Regions from separate parts of the Mus musculus genome. Here region 2 is linked to region 1. Evidence: chromatin contacts called from public Hi-C data. All regions are on one chromosome and are shown on one strand. The core of a region is the stretch at or near the end of the contact, and the rest is flanking DNA. Distances in the headings are between cores, read along the strand shown.

What was found. Hi-C and Micro-C count contacts between places; a contact is called where the count stands out from the background.
Region 2: a Hi-C map of Th1 cells shows a contact between it and region 1, with 6 times the contacts expected there. The contact joins the promoter of Slu7 here to the promoter of Rars in region 1. A contact is called at or near these places in 1 of 39 promoter capture datasets (pre-B cells) and 1 of 484 Hi-C or Micro-C datasets (Th1 cells).

Annotation. Positions count from the first base shown.
Region 1 is chr11:35,830,905-35,838,527 of GRCm38.p6, reverse strand. Rars (arginyl-tRNA synthetase) reads left to right here and starts at 4,000. Exons shown (of 15, transcript NM_025936.3): 1 at 4,000-4,091; 2 at 5,222-5,356. The coding sequence starts at 4,047. It overlaps Wwc1 (WW, C2 and coiled-coil domain containing 1), which reads left to right. Exons shown (of 23, transcript NM_170779.2): 23 at 1-129.
Region 2 is chr11:43,430,490-43,438,112 of GRCm38.p6, reverse strand. Slu7 (SLU7 splicing factor homolog (S. cerevisiae)) reads right to left here and starts at 4,382. Exons shown (of 16, transcript NM_198936.1): 1 at 4,294-4,382; 2 at 583-768. The coding sequence starts at 752.

The DNA of each region.
Region 1 (7,623 bases), core at 2,751-5,250:
TGGTGACAGGCCACGCCCAGGCCACGCCCATCTCAGATGCCCAGTGACGCAGCTGTGGGAGTGAGGGGAGGGCTGCGGAGAACCGCATTTGGATCTATCTCTAACAATAAAGTGGCCTTTTAAGAAAGAGCTTCTTGTCATTTGTCCCTTTCACATCTTCACTTTTATTATGTCCCTGATTTCACTCAGCTCCAAATCCTGGGGGGGGAAATTTTGTTTTCCTTTTTCTTTTATTTTTCGAGTTATACTTATTTGTCCGTTAGATAAAAGTGACTGCTCAGCTCTTTGGGAACCTAAGGTCTGGTGGTGTATGTCTGTGTTTCCAGAACCTGCAAGGTGGACGCAGGAGTTTGAGACCTTCTCAGCAGTATGAAAACCTGTCCTTAAAAACTGAGCCTGGAGAGATGGCTCAGGAGTTAAAGGCACTGGCTGCTCTTCCTGGAGAACAGTATTTGATTCCAAGCACCCATATCGTGGCTCACAGCTATATGTAATTCCAGTTTCCGGGATCTGAGACCCTTTCTGGTCTCTGTGCATACCAAGTATGCATATGGTGCACAGACAGACATGCACCCACAATGCACATAAATAAATGACTAATGGGACATTGAGAGATGTGTCAGCAGTTAAGAATGCTACTGCTCTTCCAGAGAACTGATGACTGGTGCCCAGCACCCACGTCAGTCAGCTCACAACCAGCCATAACATACACTCATGCTCCTATGCACATAGCCTGACACACACAAGTACACATAATTCAAACTAAAACAAAGTTTAAGCCTAGTTTTATTATTTTAAAAGGAGGTACCTAAGCATACCAAGTGCAAAGGCTACACAAGAGCCATAGAATCACATCTTTCCCCTCACCACAGCTCTAATCACTAAAAGTTTATTTTTAGCTGGGTTATCTTTACAATATCCTATACAGAAGGTACGATTATGATCTTGTGGTCTTGTTATTCTGAGATAGGGTCACACTGTGTAGTTCAGGCTGGCCTCAAACTCAAAACAATTGTCTTGCCATAGCCTTTCTAGGATTATCAGCATGACTTTTTTTGTGTGCTTTTTTAAAGATGGGTGGATGAATATGGATGGATAGAATTATGTTCACTTCTATTTTATGTGTATGGGTATTTTGCCTGCACAGATGTGTGCACCCCTGCATGTGGGTGCAATGCCTATAGAGACCAGAAGAGGTCATTGGGTCCTCTTGGAACTGAGTTACAGACAGTTGTTAGCTAACATGTGGGTGCTGGGATTTGAACCCGGGGCTTCTGGCACAGAAATCAGTGCTCTTAACCTCTGAGTCACCTCTCCACCTCAATGTGAATTTTATTTTATTTTATTTGGTTGCATATTGACATCAGCTTGGTCTCAAACTTATACTGTAGTCTAAGATGGCCTTGTTTGTTTTTAAAGATTCCTTTTATTTATATGTATATCCAAAGATGCCCATGAAGGCCAGCAGAGTTTTGTCCCCTGGAATTAGAGTTATAGAGGGGTCATGGGCCACCTATATTTCACATGAGTGCCAGAAACTCTAGTCATCTGGAAGAGTAGCAAGGGCTCTTAACCGCAGGTCTTGTTTTGTTTATAAAGAAAGGGTCTTTCTCAGCTAGGCATTCTGATATGTGCTTTTAATCCCTGTACTATTCAGGCCCAGCCTGTTCTACATGGCAAGTTTTAGGATATCCAGGGCTAGCTTAGTGAAACCTTGGGGGGGCGGGTCGAGGAGAGGGGAGAAAGAGGAGGAGGAAGAGGAAAGAAACAAAAGGAAAGAGACCAAGTTTTGGGGTTGGGGATGTGGCTCAATAGAATAGTAGTGTGGCTTAGCAAACACAAAGCCCTGGGCTTAATCCCAGCACTGGAAGAAAAGAATTAAAGACAAGACTTTGGAAACTAAAGCCCTGCATTGTTTATCCAGTGTTTGCTATTGTAGACCGAATTACTGAGATCCAGCATCCGCTGCTGTAGATCCACGGTGCTGAGAGTCACTCTCTACTGTTATAAGTTAAGTCGCAATGTTAAGCCACAGTAGTGAAGTCTATATTCTACTTGTTATATTCTAGATGCTTCTGGAATAACTCATTTCCATATCTTTGACCCATACCATGAGTACAGCTATCCCCAGAGCACGTTGCTAACTGAATGTATTAATGGGAATATGGTAAGGATAGCCATCAATTTCTGCCAACTATAGGATAGTGGGTAAATGAAGCTAATTGGAAATAGCAGGCTTGACGTTATGTACTTCTGGCCAACCATATGTATCTGATTCCCTAGGTTTCATATCTCACGCACCAGACACACCTGTTCACCATTTCAGCTCCTGACACAGTATTCCCTAACACATGACAATTACTGACTGACTGAAGGAAAGTCGAAGTCCTTCCAATCCGGCTGTGTAGCAATGGGAACATAGGCGTTTCTCAGTGGCTTGTGACCTCTTTTTTTTCCTTCCTTCTTCCTTTTTTTTTTTTTTTTTTTTTTTTTTTTTTGCTTGTTTGCTTGCTTACCTGGAGACAGGTCCTTACTCTACAGTCCTAAAACTCACTAACTCAGGCTGGAATGAATTCACAGCAATCACAGTGTTGTGTGTGTGTGTGTGTGTGTGTTTTTAACATTTTTTTATGTGCTGTGGTGATAGCCAAGTGCCTTAATGCAGCATTTTCTCAAAGTGGGTATAGGTACCACTGGTGACAATATAGAAAACTATAGGCCCGGAGAGGCAGCAGATGTAATCCCAGAACACAGGAAATGCTTGAGTTTTAGGCCAGCCCGCTCTACCTAGCAAAAAGAAAACACAGGTAGATATGGCTGCATTCTTTATTATCTATAATAATATGTTGATTGTTTTTGAAAGTTTATCTATTTTATGTATATGGGTGTTTTGTCTGCATGTATGCTTGCACACCAGGAGAGAGCATCAAATCCCAGGGAACTACATGTTCATAGGTGAGTGTGAGCTGCCATGTGAATACTGGGATCAAACTAGGACCTCTGGGGGAAAAAAAAACAGCCAGTGCTCTCAACCACTGAGCCACCTCTCAAGTCCTATATTTATTTAATATGTAGCATCTTTAGCCCACACACTCAGCCCATGGATTCATAGATATTATTGTTTAGGATGAAGATAAGTAAATTTTAACGTGAACTAAATCCATCTTGGTGGTAAAACCACGTTACCACGACCCTTGGAAGGTGGAAAGAAAAAGATCAGAAGTTCAAGACAAAAGATCAGAAGCTCAGCTAAATGCAAGACTACCCTGGGCTACATCTTTCAAACGAACAGAAGAGCCTGAGAGATGCTCCAAGAGGCTGCCTGGCTCAAGTCATTGTACCACCTTCCTTTCTTGGTAATTAAAACATTGTTTGCCTGGTAAGGAGGCTGAGGCAGGAGGATGGAGAGTCAAAGGTCAGAGTGGAATACAAAAAGTCTACACATGCACATGTGCGCGTGCACGCGCGCACTACACATACAATGAAAAGGAAAGCCATTGTTTTCTCTTTCCCCTTTCAGGCAGTCTCCATTAGTTTAAGGACCTTTTTTTATCATACATTCTAAACATCTTCACATCCTGGAGAGAGTATCTAGCACCTTAATGTGAACAACAACAAAAATGCCTGTTTAACAGAGGGATGAGTTGCAGGCAGTGGTGGCGCATGCCTTTAATCCCAGCACTTGGGAGGCAGAGGTAGGTGGATTTCTGAGTTCGAGGTCAGCCTGGTCTACAGAGGGAGTTCCAGGACAGCCAGGGCTAGAAACCCTGTCTCGAAAAAAACAAAAACAAAAAACACAAAAAATCAAAACAAAAGAGGGATGGGTTCTGTGCCCATGCCCGCGCCATGCCTCCAAGCAGAGGGTAGGTTGCTTTGGCCTGCTCCCCGCCTCTCTCGCAGTGTCTCCTGGATCCCGTTAGGGGGCAGCAGAGGGCGCGCCCTGAAAAACCAAAAACAGTGACTTACCCGGGTAGGAATTTCCGTTTCCGGCCCAAACTAGACACTTCCGCTTCCGGCCGCTTGGCATGTGAGTCGCTGACGAGAGGATGGACGGTCTGGTGGCTCAGTGCTCCGCGCGGTTGCTGCAGCAGGTTTGTCCCTGGGCGGGGCGGAGGGCTCTGGAGCGGGCGGCGGCGGGGCAGAGTCCGCAGTGGCTTCCACAGGCGGCCGCGGCGACCCCAGTCCGGGACCTCGGGGCTTGCGAAGCCTTGCTGCTCCGCTGGCCCTTTCCTCTTGGCCGGGTCGTGCGACTGTCACTCAGAGAAGAGAGGGTGGACAGCGAGCGAGGCTCACTCTGCTGGTCGCCCAGGCCAGGTTAGAGCAGGACAGGTGTGCCCTGAGACCCAGCCGGAAACTTCCCAAGAAGCCGCCAGTGTTGGTCTGGAACAGTGTCACAATTTTGAAAAACGAAAGTAAGACCAGCCCCTTTTCTTTTTCGGGCCTAGACACTAGCGTTAGGAACTCAGTTTGTCTAAGTCTTCCCTGGACAATAACTGCTTTTATGCAAATCATCCCCGAGGTGCAAAATAAATGGACAAGCTCTTTACTGCTGAGTCCAGTGAATAGTAGCAGATCTTGGAGAGATGGGGAAAAAAAAAACCATATATATATGAAGTTTACGTAGACCCAGAAAAGGCAAAGACGGACACTTGAGTGATTTCGAATATGACAAAAGATGGATTGACTCCTTTTTGTCTCGGGATCTAACCCAGAGCCAAGGCCTATGTGTGGCAAGCAGCACTGAGGGGTGCAAGTCCCCAACTCCTACTGATGTTTGTTGGTTTGTTTTGTCGTTTTTGATTTGGTTTGGTTTTTTTTAGTCCCAAGTCATTAGATTTAGCAACACAGGTAGTAAAGCCAGAAACTTGTACTCTGACTAAATCAGGATGCACCTAGCTAAAGAAGAGACTTCCGTGTTTGACTCTGGCCCTGGACTTTCAACTCACAGCCTCTCAACTGCTAGGACTGGAGATGTGTACTGCCATGCACACTTGGCTGAGTTATATTCTCTGCCCCGCAGTCCCTCATCCCCAGCACACACATGTGAACTCAGTTCCATCTCATAAAGGATGATTGCTGACGTCAGTAAAATCATTGCAAAGTCCATTCTCATTTTTCTACCCCACATGTTGTGGAGAGCGAAATGAGGAAGTCTGTGGTAAGGTTTGCCATTATCCGGGAAGCATTTGTTTGACCTGGAAAAGTTGCCTTTCCCTTACAGGAAAGGGAGATTAAGGCTCTGACTGCTGAGATCGACCGGCTGAAGAACTGTGGCTGCTTGGAAGCTTCTCCAAGTTTGGAACAGTTACGAGAAGAAAATTTAAAATTGAAGTATAGGCTGAATATTCTTCGAAGGGTAAGTGCTCCGGATGTTTTCAAATAATTTGTTGTTGCTGTTGTTGTTGTTACTGAAGATTCTAGAAGTACGTGCTATAAGAATTGAGAAGAGGAGTTTGTTTAGAAATCAGTTTTCCTGCATAAGGCAAGTTAGGACTCATTAGGCTGGAGAAAGTGGGGCGGCACTGGCTTCCCAGGGCCCTTTTAAGTAGTTTATTATGATACCCCTTTTAAGTGGTTCATTACGATGGTTTAATGGTTTGGAAGTTGAGATTTCTTCAAAGGCTTATGTCCATGCTGTCAAAGGAATGTCTTTTGTTTTTAAAACCATTTTAACTACTGTAAAAGAAACAGTTTCTCAGGAGCAACTAACAGGGATGTTTTAAAATGCACTCACTGATTCCTAACTCCTCTGCAATGAAGTTGTTTATTTTGCAGTTTTGTGTTATGCTTTATAGCATCTTTTGGGGTTCTTTTCATTTAATGTTGCGAAACTTTCTCTGCCTCTCCTCCTCCCCATCCAACAGCCTCTCTATACAGACCAGGCTGGCTTCTGGGCTGGGCTGCCTCCATCTTGAAGTGCATTTTCTTCTTCTGTGTCTCTCAGGCTGGGTTTACAGGTGTGTACTACCATGCCACCATTTGAATAGCCTTACAGTCCAGCAATGCTTATCAATGTAGTTTGTTTGTTTGTTTGTTTTAAAGAAAGCCTACCTTCAGCTTCTTTGGCCTGCCTTTCAGGTTTGCTGATGACACAGCCTAGCATGTTGCCTCATTCATTGTTCTCCAGTGTGTGTACTTCCTTCTGGATTGCACAGGCACCGCTCCAAGTCCTCATCTCAGGCGTCTGACCAGTCCTTTGAAGCACTTTATTATCTGTGTGGAGGCAGCTGTGCTCAGATAGCTTTGTCAAGTGCTTGTGCGCTGCTGAAGGAAGTAAGGGAAATAAATCCACAGCTGTGGTGAAAACAAACTTCTCTGTGTGCAAGAGACAAGGGCAGGCTGATCTTTTAGTTCCAGACCAGCCTGGTCTACAGAGTGAGTCTCGGGACAACCAGGGCTACACAGAGAAACCCTGTCTCGGAAAACCAGAGAGAGGGAGAGGGGGGGAGGGAGGGAGCATCAAAGGACTAAAGTGCTGTGTGCCATAACTTCACTCTGCCGCCTTGCCCTAGTTCTTGGGCCACATACTCCACCTTGAAAGCACGTACCGGATGGTTCTGGCAGGAGGTGTTTTACCCATGTTCTCATAAGCACGGCTGCCTCAGTTTTTTCTTATTGCTTTTCTGTCTTTTTTATGTGTTTTTAAGATTTAGAAACGTATTTAGTATTGTTTTTGAGGCACAGTTTCTATTTAGCCCTGACCTTTCTGGAGCTGTCATAAGTAGACCAGTTCTCAAACTCACATAGATCCTCTGCCTCTACCTCTGCCTCCAGAGCCTAGCCACTTAGTACATTTATTAAAGTACTCACAGAAAGCTTTTTCACACCGATAGCACTCATACATGATTGCTGTCACGATAATGCCACTTTTAAAGAATCCGTAGATTTTCGGGAATCTGCTTCTAATCTTAGTTTTCTCAAAAGCTGTTATTTTTACAAATTTTTATAATGTGAGGTTTTACAAAACCTCAAAACAGTAAAGGTGATTGTACCAAAATGTGTCTGCTTTTGGCTTTATTTGAGTCCAGGTCTCACAGTCCAGCCCTGGCTGGCGTGGTTTGTGCTCTGTGGCCTGTAGCTCTCAGACTTGTGCAGTCCTCCGTCTTGGTCTCCCAGGACTAGCTAAGAGTAGTAGTAACTCCTTGCTCCCACAGGCCTAGGAATCATGGGAGAAAGGAAGACACACACGTATAAATCAAGTAAAGAAAAGTTGCCAAGAACTTGTCAGGCTGGCTCACCTCTGTAGTCCTAGCCCCGAAAGGCAAAGCAGGAAGATGGCTGTGTGTGCAGGGCCAGCCTGGGCTATAGCTCAGGAGCCGGCCTGTGTGAGGCCGTGGGTGCAGTCCAGCTCCAGATAAAACTGCATGTGGCTGCGCGTGGTGGTGCGCGCCTTGATTCCATCACTTTCTGTGGGAGGCAAGAGGATCAGGGAAGGAAGGCAGGAAAGAAAAAGTGTTACATTGATTATATTCAAATGTTAATTTGAATGAAGTCAAGTACAGTGGCTTCTGTGTGTTTGTGTATAGGTTTATTTTAAAAGATACAAGTTTTAAAAAGTTACAAGGTTATTAGAGATTTTTAAGACTTAGGATTATATGTAACTGACATTTTCTATTGGAAATC
Region 2 (7,623 bases), core at 3,133-5,632, 7.6 Mb before region 1:
ATTTAAGTGAAATTGTGAAAAAGGAAGTTTGAAAATGGCATTTTAACCACAAAGGTAGTGAGCACAGAGGCTAAGAACAGAAACCCTGCCGTGGGATGGAGAGGGAAGACGGTTGCTATCTCCATTAACTGAAGAACTAAGAATAAAGATGTACGGTGTCATATTACACCGAGGAACTTTCTAATAGAGATGCGGAGACTTAGGTACAACTGGAAGGAGACGGAGGGAGGGGTTAGCGAGCTCCCTCCATCGGAGCTGAAAGTTAAACTAGTGCACACAGCCGACTGAGTAAAGCAATCACAGAAGCATTACAATTCAGAGATTTGAAAAATTCAAAATAAGAGCATGGGAAAGTAGCCACTTTAGGCTGGGGGCAGAAAAAAGGTCAAAAAGGACAACTGCTAGTCACTATGAGCTCTTTAGTAGCATTTGTCTACTAAACTACATACTTATGAGTCTGAGGAGATGAGAAAGAAGAACACACATTCTGCGAACAATAAAGGACAACCCCCTACCAAAGCAAAGGGTGGGCCCCCGATGAACTGGGGGTGGATTTAAACACACCAGCAACAGAAGACTTACTTTCCCTCTTCATCGACTTCTGCAGGAGCATTGCCCAGTTTCCTCTGTTCTTCTAGCTCCTTCTTCTTCCTCCAGTCCTCTCGGGTCATCTTTTTCGGCTCCTCCAAACTCATCTCCTTTGATCCCGTCATGGGTGTCGCACTAACTGGGTCCACAGCGGCCGCCGACATGGTGAACTGGTATCCTCTAAACAAGAGAAGTTTGTACAGTAATGGAGGTCTCCTGGAATACACCCTGACACTACTGAACGGTGTCTGAGCACGGTGAGCTTTCCTAGGGTCTCTCTCGCTTACACTTTTTTTCTCCCTCTTACTTCACAAACTTTTTTTTTGTTTTTTGTTTTGTTTTTTGAGACAGGGTTTCTCTGTGTATCCCTGGCTGTCCTGGAACTCACTCTGTAGACCAGGCTGGCCTTGAACTCAGAAATCTGCCTGCCTCTGCCTCTCGAGTGCTGGGATTAAAGGCGTGCACCACCAGACATGGCTACTTCACAAACTTTTTATGGTGTTGTGATCAAAACTGGGTCCTTGCTGCACTAACAGCATTCTCCAGTCTCCTATGTTCTTATTCTTTCAAAGTGCCTATAAAGGAGGGTTTCTTTACATTTTATTTATTTTTTGTGTGTGCAGGCGTGTGGAAGGGTCGGGTAAGGACCGAGCGTGCCATGGAGTGTATGGGAAGGTCTTTAGTGGGATTTGGCTTCTTTGTGGGTTCTTTCCTCTCCCATCCTTCTTCATCCCCTTTCTTTTACCTTTTCAACCCCCTATCACTAGATAAAAGAGAGGAAAGGAGAGAGAGGGAAGAAAAGAGATCCCTGAAGAAAGCCAGGAGTCAGAAAGGAGGCAAGGTTATCATTAGCATACTTCCTGCTGATTGGGGCACTGAGTTCCTTGGGGCAAGTTTGATCTTTGTTGTCAGGATATCTGATTTTTTTTTCTTCTTGTCTGCACAAGATTACCTAACAAACCTCAACCCCCAGCAATCAACAACAACCCCCAACAACTAACAACCCACCCCACTTCTTGGGGCTCTAGCATTTATTTACCCTCTAAGTCCAAGTCCCCAGAATTCCAAATGTCACATGAACACAGCAACTACCTGCAGTTGCTGGCAAAGCCTCTGCTAGGGCATGAAGCAAATCACAGTCAGCTACTGCAACAGTCCGAAGCAGCCCCACCTGGGATTAAAATGATAACATATTCTTATAATATTTCTATGTTTTTAAAAGAAACCAGAACTCCAAAATTATCACTACAGAGGTCAGAGATCAACTTGTAGGAGTTGGTTCTCCCCCAGTCACCACGTGGGTCCCAGGGATCAAACTCAGGTCATCAGGTCAGCAGCAAGTGCCTTTACCCGCTGAGCCATCTCACTGGTTCTAACGGTTTCCCTTACTCAAAAGGCTTTACAAACTGGGCACTGTAATATACAACCTAATCCTAGCACCTGGAGAGCAGAGGGATGTGGATATTCTGGAGTTGGAGGCTAGTCTGGAACTAGGTTGGTCTACATATTGAATCCACAGCTAGCCATGGCTATATAGTGAGACCTTGTCTCAAAATGAAAAAAAGTCTTTACGTATTCTTAGCGCCAATTCTCTCAACACTCCAATTTGTAAGCAGAGAAAGCCATGTATATAAAATTTTAAGGAGCTGGAGAGACGGCTCAGTGGTTAAGAACACTGGCTATTCTTCCAAAGGTCCTGAGTTCAAATCCCAGCATTACAACCATGTGTAATGAGATCTGATGCCCTCTTTTGGTGTGTCTGAAGACAGCTACAGTGTACTTACAAATAACAATAAATAAATCTTTAAAAAAAATTCAAAGACTTTCATACAGATGTTCCTAAATTAGCCCTCCTGCATGTCTCAAACTTATCTTCCATAGGAAAACAAACAAACAAACAAACAAAAAAACCCCAAAAACCTAAAAAAACCAGAGCACATCACTGTTCCCCTTGAAGGCCCAATGCCTTAACAATTACCAAAGTTCAGGGCTGGGGATGAAGCCTCAGTTGATAGAGCGTTTGCCTAGCAGAAGTTTGATTGCCAGTGCAACAAAAACTAGGCCTGGTGGTGCATACTTGATATCCAGCAATCTCGATGTGAATATAGGATCAGAAGACCAAGGTCACCCTTGGATATATAGAGAGTTCAAGACATGAGACCTTGTTAGAAAAAAATAGAGATGGGTCTGTCTACATTCAGGGATGCCTAGCATATCTAGTTCTCTCTGTCTCTGCCTCTCTCTCTCTCTCACACACACACACAAACACACACCACAAAATCACCCATATTCATAGTGTGCCTATTTTTATACCTCTGCTTTGCACTCCTCTGCTCTGGTCACTGACTTCATTTCCATTCCCGACCATTCCATGCCTTCTTTTGTCAGAGATTCTCATTCTTTGGCTTCTATAACATGTTACTGGTTTTCCGTGAACACCTCTCCTGTTCTCGACTTCTCTGCAGGCTCATCTATTTGCACACGTTTATTTAGAGGCTGATTCCTTACAGAGCAGCAAGAGCCTCACTCACCACTCTAAACAATACCAGTTGCCAAGATTCAGGAGGAACAGTATCCCACTACTGGGGTTCCATACTATCTCTCTGCCCTAGACTTTTCATTTGATCTTCAAATCTACACAACCAACTGTGTACATGACATCCACACCCAGAACACTAAGTATTTATCCACAGCATTCCTTAAACTCCATGACTTTCCTGTGAAATTGTGTCTGCCTCCATCTCCCGAGTTCTGGCTTTATAGGCATATGCCACCATAGAGGTCTGTGTATGGGGCAGGTGAGACGGTTCACCTACTGCTCCTGTAGACAACCCTAACTCAGTTCTCAGCATCTATGTCAGGTGGCTCACAACTGTCCCTAACTCCAGCTACAGGGATTCCAAGAAGACTACACACGTTCTTACAAGGGCAAACCCACCTACCTACTTATACACATAATTAAAATAAAATAGACTTAAAAATAAAAACAGAAGTGTTAGAAATCCGTGGTAGTATATACTAGAAGCACAGATTTAATCATCTTCATTTTAACAGTTACCATTTCTTTAATTTACCATGCAGACCGTCACCAAATCTTTACAACCACCCTATTTTATGGTGAGGAAACAAGTTTGGGGCGGGGGGGGGGGGGTTAACACCTTCAGATAACAAGACATTAGTGAGAGACGACAGATCGCAAACCCAAGCCTGACTTTAGTTGGTCTTTCAACCCCTGTTACAAACCACAGACACTGGAGTGCAGGCCTGTCACATTCAAGATTAAGAGGGACTGAAGTGTTTTGTCATTAGGTTCCACTGCTCTGCAGAGGGTCCGGCTCTCTCCGAGTTAGAACTTTAACAGCTCCCACTCACTGATGCAATACGGACATTCTAATTTGACCCTCACAAAATAAGATCATCTCCACCTAACGGAAAAAACTGAACCTCAAAGGAACTCTTTTGGGGACAGAGGGCTCAGCTTCGGTACGGGCTGCTCAGGATGTCCGGCTTACAGTGACCAGGGCTTTTCCTTGAGGAGTCAGCCTCGGTCCGGCTGAACGCGAGGGCGGCGCCTGCGTCCTGGGCCACAGTCTCCACCCGGGTCCGCCGTTCCACGACGGCTCATCACCGCGAGGACTCACTGCAGGGGATACCCGCTCCCCGAGGTCCCCAGTTCGTCTGCTCAATCTCAGAACCCCAACTTACCCAGTCGCGCCGCAGACCACTCAAAACCATCCGCCAGAAACGAAGCGACTCGGCAATGTTTACTTCCGGGTTCCCTGCCTTCTTCCGGCTGCGCAGAGATAACTTCCGGGAGATCGGCACATGCGCATTTGCAAGCGCTTGGCTCTTTTTTTTTTTTTTTTTTTTTTTTTTTTTTTTTTTTGACCCAGAAAGGCGAAGTGATGGCAGTGCAGCTTTCTTTCTGGAACAGCACAGAATCTTTTTTTTTTTTTTTTTTTTTTTTTTTTTTAAAGATTTATTTATGTATATGGATAATCTATAGCTGTACAGATGGTTGTGAGCCTTCATGTGGTTGTCGGGAATTGAATTTTTTTAGGACCCCTGCTCGCTCCGGTCAACCCCGCTCGCCCAGTCAGTCTCTGCTTGCTCCCACCCAAAGATATATAAGTACACTGTAGCTCTCTTCAGACACACCAGAAGAGGGCATCAGATTCCACTACAGATGGTTGTGAGCCACCATGTGGTTGCTGGGTTTTGAACTCAGGACCTTCAGAAGAACAGTCAGTGAGTGCTCTTACCTGTTGAGCCATCTTGCCAGCCTACAGCACAGAATCTTAGCAAAAATGATTATTGAAAATGCTGCAAAGGTCGGCGTAATGGCACACACCTTTAATCCTAGCAGAGATAGGCATATCTTTGAGGTCCTGGCCAGTGACATAGGAAGACCCTTTTTCAAACAAACAAACAAACAAACATCCCCATAAAAAACAAACTCCTGGAAAATAGGCGACTTTGGTGAATTTATTTTTCTTAAAAAAAAAAAAAAAAAAAGCCTTATGCCAGGCAGTGGTGTCACATGCCTTTAATCCTAGCACTTGGGAGGCAGAGGCAGGCAGATTTCTGAGTTCGAGGCCAGCCTGGTCTACAGAGTGAGTTCCAGGACAGCCAGGGCTACACAGAGAAACCCTGTCTCAGGAAAAAAAAAAAAAAAGCCTTATGTTTTTTGTGTGTGAGTTTGCACATCATTGGCGTTAGATCATCTGTGACTGGAAATGCAGATATATGTCTGTGAACCAGAATGAGTACCAAACCGGGGGCTTCTGCAAGAATGACCTGTATTGACTACTGAGCCATTGCTTGGCCATTTTTCTTTATGCTGTCTTGTGGTTATTTATACTTCCCCTACGTGAAGTGCTCTTCAGATATACAGGACTATAGCTAACGTCCCCACCACCTCAGTCAAACAGCCCAAAGTAGTAGACTTTTTAAAAAAGGAACTTGAAGTGGGTTAAGAATGTAAAAATAATTTTGATTTTTCAAGGCAGCTAAAGGCAGAGCAGAGTCCTGCGGACTCAGAGCGCAAGGCTTGAGAGAGGGACCAAGAAGGCAGGGATTATCTTTGGATGAACGCTTTCTGTAAAGCTAAATTAGGAGAGACTTGTATTAGCTGAGGACTCTATTATAAGTTTACCAACCAGGTACATTATTTCCCAGTAACAAGTGGGGATCACAAAGCTGGCCTGGGAACACCATCACTCAGAAAAACATGTCCTTTTAAAGACAGGATGGTGATATTATTTACACTTGCAGTGGACTGGGGAAAAGCAATGTTTCCTGTTGGTGAGAGGGGAAGAAAACCTCTCAAGGAATTAGACAATGTTCACGTGGAAGCTGTGGGAATGTATATAGATTTATTTTTGAAAGCAAGACTTTTGTGTGCTGGTGGTTTAATTCAGAAGTAGATGCAAAGAGAAAATAACAGGTTGAGGGGATAAAAGGAACAGGGAATAGAAGGGACAGTAAAAGTGTAAGTGCTGTGTGTGTGCTTGTGTCCATGCGTGCGGGGCCCCGTGTGTTGTTTTTATTCTTCAACTCCCAGAGTTAGGCTCTTTCTTTTGATGATTAGCATAACACTCAGTAAATATTTGTTGAATGAATTTAAAGGAAGCTTGAGTTACATATTTACTAGGAACATCCCTTTGCGCACAAACAGATTTAAGGAAGTGTAGGAAGACAGACCCCAGTCTGATGTGATGTCTGTGTAGGGAATAGCTCTCACCCCAACTGTAAAGGAGTTACACACATCAAACTGCTCTTGCATCTACCCAGATTACTGCTCTTCCTAATTTTTGATTCTACTCTACTGCGAGTGTTTAAACCCAGTATTGGCTGTTTCCCCATCTCACTTTATAGGTTTCTCCCAACCCCCTTTTTAGTTGAAAGTAGACAATTGCGTGCTCATTTCCCTCGGCTGCAGACTGATGTCTGTAAAGCCATTCCTCAAATGTTTTCTCTCCCTTTAAATTTAGATTTGATTCCTTTATTCTCTGGATGAACAGTCATCTAGTTGACATTAGGAAAACAGTCTTGCTACTTTCTTCTTTTGAGTTTCTAAATATCTCCCCCACCCTGGTTAGGGCCTTCCTTATGTTGGGCAAACACGACCATGCAGCCATATACTCAGCCCTCAGAAGACTGCTTAAGAATATCATGCCCAAAAAGTCTCTCTGGAAAAACATGTGTTTTGACATAAGTCTGATCATAATTCCTTTCTTAGAGGTAGAGATCATGTCCCCTGTCCTCTCCTCCTCTCTCCGCTCTCTCAGGCTGGCCTTGAAGTCTACGTGGCACAGAAGGACTTTGAACTTCTGATCCTCCTGTCTGCCATCTTACTGGATTTATGCTTCTTCAGCATGCTAGCTAAGTGCTCTATCAACTGGGCTTTAGCCTTGATTATAAATGTAAAAAGCAGTCATGCATTTTATAGTGTTACCTATTTCTTTCTATGTATATGTATATGTACATATATATGAAACTTTTCAAAATAAGTATACATTTCTTAAATTTTATCAGCACCAAAATGTTTGCCTATGCCACTTAACAAAACCAAGATTTATATCCGCTACTTCTCTTTGAACATTTCCTTCTTTTTCTTTTGGAGATAAGATCTCACCATGTGGTCTTGTATAGCTACATGAACTCAATATGTAAACCTGTCTGGCCTCAAACTCACAGACATCCTTTTGACTCAGTGTCCCAAGTTGTTGAGATTAAAGGTGTGTGTCACTATGTCTGGCTTCTTCATTTTGAAGAACCTCTTTGGATAGAATTATGCAAAGATCCCGAAGCTAAGCAGAATCTGTTGGTGCTGAGGAAACAAAGGTGCCCCTTTGTGTCTAGAATAAGAGGAAGAATCACAGAGAATGAGATGCAGGATTTGACTAGCAATATAAAGTTTTGCTATTTTATTGCTAATAGGAAGCTTTCTTGCCTTCCAGTCTGGGCCGGTGTCCTGAGAAGCCCTTGGGGGAGAACTCCTCATCTAGTTCCACAACACCCAGAGGAAGTTCC